2 separate regions of the Triticum aestivum genome follow, and region 2 is linked to region 1. Evidence: chromatin contacts called from public Hi-C data. All regions are on one chromosome and are shown on one strand. The core of a region is the stretch at or near the end of the contact, and the rest is flanking DNA. Distances in the headings are between cores, read along the strand shown. Region 1 holds the start of LOC123052126. Region 2 holds the start of LOC123052128 (acidic leucine-rich nuclear phosphoprotein 32-related protein 1).

Evidence for each region. Hi-C and Micro-C count contacts between places; a contact is called where the count stands out from the background.
Region 2: a Hi-C map of leaf shows a contact between it and region 1, with 5 times the contacts expected there. The contact joins the promoter of LOC123052128 here to the promoter of LOC123052126 in region 1. A contact is called at or near these places in 3 of 5 Hi-C or Micro-C datasets (all in leaf) and 1 of 1 datasets of contacts at active chromatin or transcription factors (leaf).

The regions. Positions count from the first base shown.
Region 1 is chr2D:126,146,886-126,149,586 of IWGSC CS RefSeq v2.1, reverse strand. LOC123052126 reads left to right here and starts at 1,308. Exons shown (of 4, transcript XM_044475229.1): 1 at 1,308-1,711; 2 at 1,815-1,895. The coding sequence starts at 1,426. LOC123052127 reads left to right here. Exons shown (of 4, transcript XM_044475230.1): 4 at 239-549. The coding sequence ends at 420.
Region 2 is chr2D:126,400,391-126,403,260 of IWGSC CS RefSeq v2.1, reverse strand. It overlaps LOC123052128 (acidic leucine-rich nuclear phosphoprotein 32-related protein 1), which reads left to right and starts at 1,522. Exons shown (of 3, transcript XR_006424491.1): 1 at 1,522-2,849.

The DNA of each region.
Region 1 (2,701 bases), core at 59-2,558:
TTTCTTCCCGTGCAATGCAATGCTTTCTTTCTTTTTTGAAATTGCGTGCAATGCAATGTTGGTTGACTTGCTGAGAGTACTGTTGACAAGACAATCCTTCTTGACCTAGTTTGCTGTTCTTGAAATTCTCGGCGCGCATTACTGTAATCAATCACTTCATAGCCCAAAAACTACACAATAAAATCATTTCTAGTCTCAACTAATCTGAATTCTCACTTCGATGGGCTAACAACCGCAGGACCCAAGGGCTTTGCGATGACGTCCTACTCCATGGAGGTGAGCACCATCGAGCCGTTCCTGATCGACGAGAAGAGGATCACTCCACAGTACGTGGTGTTCTGGGTGTATAAGAGGCTGGCCGGCCAGGGGGTCCTCCCTGTCTGGAGGGCAGAGGACCTGAGTCCTGCTCCTGCAGAGTAGTCAGTAGTAGTAACACATGCAAGATACACGACATACAGGGTGATCATACGGGGGCACAAGCTACTCTGTGTATAAGATGTCCATTTCTAATTGTGAATTGAGTAAAGATGCTGCAAAAGGTTCATATGATTCTTTTTCTTCTGAAGTCCAACTTTGATGATAACTGTTGCCCTGAGATGGTCGCCTCAACAAACCATATATTGTGAGCAAAGAAATGAGTTGTTGTTGAAATGAAAAAGGGCAAATTGTGCTTGGCTGGGCCTCCATGGGCCAGACCGCCCGGAAGGTTCCTGACGATCAGCTTGTAAAATCCAAAACCCAGTATGTTTCCACGGCAAGGAAGCAGCCAGTAGAGCATCGCCGTTTGTCATCCGAAAGCTGTATTGTACCTATCCCAAAGTCCTTCCAGTCGCACTCCATCCCATTCAGCATTTCGCCATTATCTGAAGCCACCACATGATAGCCTGAGTCGCCGCGTAGTGCTAGATGTTTTAGTAATCGTTAAAACTGAATATATATGCAAGTCGAGCAATCTGAAGATCAAGAACGATAATGATTTGAATATACCGAGTTACCGAATCCAGTGATAATAAACCTCGGTTGAAAGTGATTTCGGATAGTTTGAGATATTACCTGGGTTCATTCCATCGAAAAGAAAGCAAGAAACCGTGCACCACGATGAACCTTCCTAGGCCCGCCTCGTAAAAATCCAGTGACATGTCACGCACACTTGTGATACACAGCTCTTATCCAAAGCGGAACACGACAACTCTATCCGCATGGTTGATTAGATGTTGAATTTGGATGATAGTTCAAAAATTAGTGTATTCTGATTAAAAGATCTACGTAGTGTTTCTATGGACCAATCTATTTTTTCTCGCTTCTCCTTTTTCCTTCCGCACCACGCAGCAGCACTGACGAAGGTGGCAAACCTGAAGGAGTGAGGTACAGAACACACGCGCGCCCCACGGTTTACAGTTAGCCATCGCATCTCTGCCAATCGCCATGCTCGCCTACCTCCTCCACGCGCCCGCCGCCGCCGCGCCCAGCCCGCTCGCCCTCCGCGGGCCGCCGACCGCCGCGTCCAAGACCCCCTTCCTCCCGCCCTCCGTCGCCCGCCCGCACAGGCGCGCCGCCGCGGCGGGCGCCTTCTCCGCCGCCGCCGTCGGCCCCATCGCGGCCTCGCTGCTCGAGGGCCCCGTGCTGCTCTGGGCCGGCCGCCTCTGCGTCTACTACGCGCTCATCCACATCGGCCTCGCGGGATCCCCGCGCAGCCCCTTCCTCTCCCACGGTAATAGCATCGCGCGCGTGCCCGCGCCGCGAATGATGCGATGATTCGCGCGGTTTGGTTCGGAAAGGGAAATGGGTTTCTGATCTCCGTGTGGTGTGTGCAGAGATTCGAGGCGAGGACGGCGCCGGGGAGAGCGACCTAGGGTTCTCCAAGTGGGCCGACAAGCTCCGTGGCGGCGCACCAGGTATCTGTGGTGTGGATTCAAATGTTATCGATAATGATCTTTTGTGCACCGCTGCTCTTGCTGTGTTTAGTGGAGTGGAATGTGAATGCTGTGAGCCGCGAACTGTACAGTTTGGTATATCCTGGGTCGTGGGTCTGGGCTGGCTGGATTGTGGATAAGGAAGAATATATTCTTTCTAGAATCTGTCGGAGTAAGCTTTCTGCTTGCTACCACGGAGCAAAGCACATGGTGATAATCACCTTTTCATCTTTGGATGAGGGTTGGTCAAACTGGGACTGATAAGGTGGAAGCATTTTGTGTGTGGGTGCTCCCAAGGGTTTTGTCATGAGGAGTTTGTGGGGAAATTTTGTTTGAGATGTAGAAAAAGGCAACGCTGCCATGCCTCATGTTGTGGATTGCTACTAATGGAACAGATACATGCTCATCAGGGTTTGTTTGCTGTTGACATGAGAAAGAATGAGAATATTTCACCTGTTTGTGGATTGTTTGTAGTACTTAGATGGGTGGCTGTAAGGTGTATTTTGGTTGTCAAATTCAAGCTTTGACCAACAATTGATCCTAAAACTGATTTCATTGGATTCTTATTCAGAAGTATTTTTCTTATGATTGTGATTTTGTAGCTACTTGCAAAACATCGTTACAAGAAAATTTACAGCTATAACTTGAATTTTTAACAGTCAAATATGCCTTATTTATCCGAACAGAGGGAGTACTGTGCAAGGAACCTCTCAAATTGGGAAGAGTTTTACATGGAGGATTTGTGTAATCTAGATACTTTTTATTTTTATCACTTTATGAATTTTCTA
Region 2 (2,870 bases), core at 273-2,772, 250 kb before region 1:
CTCTTCTTTTAGGAATACCAAGCTTTGGCTTTTTGATTTTCTCTCAAGATCTTCTGACAAAGAAGCCAAGGTTCTGGCTGTTTCTTTTTGGCACTTATGGGAAGCACGAAATGATGCGCGACATTCGTCAGAAGCTCCACATCCTCGTATTACAGCTGAGAAAATCCGTGCTTATACTGATCTAATTCTGCAGCATCTCTATATCCAAATACCTGTCATTAGGCGTGAGTCTTCTTCACCCAATCCACTATGGATTCCGCCGCCGCCTGGTGTTATTGCCATCAACTCAGATGCTGCAATCTTTTCAGATATAAATATGCCAGGTGCTGGAGTGGTGGCCTTGAACCATGAGGGTAGATGTGTTGCTGCATGTTCTGAACCTATTCAAGGCACGATGGAGCCTGAACTAGCTGAGGCGCTAGCTCTACGAAGGGCCGTGTACCTGGCAAAGGACGAACATTTTTCAAATGTTTTATTTGCATCAGATTGCCAATCACTGGTGAATAGAATTATTTCTGGCAAAATTGATCGTTCCAGTGTCGGTACAGTGATTAATGATATCAAGTTTGCTTCAAGGGGCTTTGTGTCTGCAGAGTTCAAGCATGTTCGTCGGCTTGTTAATGTGGCTGCTCATCTATTAACTAAGTCTTGTAAGAATTTGTCTAATCTAGTTATTTTTCATTCTACTCCGGATTGTATCCGGGAGACTCTTGTATCTTTGGTTATGTGATCAATAAAGCTGATGTTCTAAAAAAAAGCTATACCTAGCTAAAAAGTGTGCCAGCTTATTAGCTTCCCGCGGGCAATGCCGAAAGGAAACAGAAGGGATTCCATGCGCTAATTCAAAGCAGTCCACTAGAATGGGCGTGTAAGGACTCCAGATTTCATTGCCACTTTTGAAAGCATCCACTAGTTCCAGGCAATCAGATTCCACTGTTACTCTGGAACATCCTCTTTCAAAGAGCATCTTCAGACCCCGTTTTACTGCAAGCGCCTCTGCTATTAACCTCAAACAGACGCGGCCAGACCATCCCGGACCTTCTCGTGGCAAACAACACGGGTCGAAATCAAACGCGTGCAAGGGCAAGGGTAGGCACCACGAAACCAATACGTGAACTTCCGCCGATCCGACGGCCCGCAACCGCCACCTCTCAATCAGACGGCCTGTACCCGCTAACCCAAAGCAGAACAACGCCCATAGACTTCAACCCCGGGCCCACACGTCTACTCCCAACCTGTCAGCGACCTACCCACATAGAGCCAAAGGTAGTCACACGGCACCGCGTGCATAATTAACCAATAATATCTCGCCCTTAAGAGAAAACGATTTTTGAAAACCAGAAAAAGATGCTCTCCGCATCAGCCAAGCCCACCACGCCTCTCCGCTCCCCCGCTCCTCTCAAAGGAAGCACACGCCCCTGGGATGGCGCCACGTCAGCGATCCGCGCCGCGCGATCCGAGCGCCCCCATTGGCCGCCCATATAAGCCCCGCCCGCCGTCCCTGCGCCGAGTCCACAGCGCGACGCGTGAGCCGCCCCCTTCTTCCTCCAATGGCGAGGTAAACACCCCTCCCACGTATAAATCACTGTATTTCAAATAGCCTCCCCAACCAAAACACCCCCGATTTTTTTATTTATTTGATTTCGGGAAGGGGAGGGGGGAGAGATAGAGAGATGGACGAGGCGTGGGAGAGGGCGGTGGAGGCGGCGCTCCACACCGCCGGCGAGGGGAGCTCGTCGCCGGCGAGGAGCCTGACCCTCGACGGCGCCGTCAAGTGCATGCACGGGCGCTTGCCGGCGCCGGAGATACTGGAGCGCCACCAGAGCCTGGAGCACCTCTCGATCGCCGGCGTCGGGGTCGCGTCGCTCGCGGGGTTCCCCCGCCTGCGGAACCTCACGCGCCTGACGCTCTCCGACAACCGCATCGCCGGCGGCCTCGAGCACCTCGTCGAGGCGGGGCTCGGGTCGCTGCGCGACCTCGACCTCAGCAACAATCGCATCCAAGATGTGGACGACCTCGCGCCGCTCGCCCGCCTCCGCCTCGTCTCGCTCGACCTCTACGAGTGCCCCGTCACGCGGGTCAAGGACTACAGATCCAGGGTGTTCGGGTTGATCCGGACTCTCAAGTACCTCGACAAGATGGACGCCGACGAGAACGAGCGCCCGGAGTCGGACGACGACGACGACGACGGGGACGGCGAAGGTGATGGCGAGGAAGAAGATGATGATGACGACGACGATGACGAGGATCCTGGAAGCGGCGAGGTGGCAAACGGGGGCGCCTCGCACTCGCGAGGTAGCGTCGCACCGCGCCCGGTGGAGGTGAATGGGGTGATCGATGTGGATGAGGATGAGAGCGAGGCCGACGAGGTCGTGCCCAATGGGGGAGCCGAGCACCACCACAGGGCCAACGGGTTCAGGGTTGCAGCGGTTGGGGTAGCCCCTGATGAGGATGATGAAGACGTGGAGGATGACGACGACGATGCAGACGAAGAGTATGAGGAGGAGGAGGATTTGGGAGAGGAGATCGATGAGGAGGGTGATGAAGATGACACTGTTGTCGAGGTACTTGACGTGCCCAGTAGTGATGATGAGGAGGATGGCATCGATGAGGATGATGATGATGAGGAGGAGGTTGAGGATGATGGTGATGGTGAGGAGGCTGAGCCAGAGAGTAGTGGGAGGGTTGCTATGGCGGTGGGGGGCGTTGGAGAAGAGATCGATGGACATGAGCAAGGTGAAGGTGATGATGAGGATGAGAATGGTGAGATTGGAGAGGAAGACGAGGAAAGATTGGAGGATAGTAGGGTTTATGAGGAGGACAACGATGATGACGATGCTGATGATGAGGTATAACAATTTCCGCTAGCC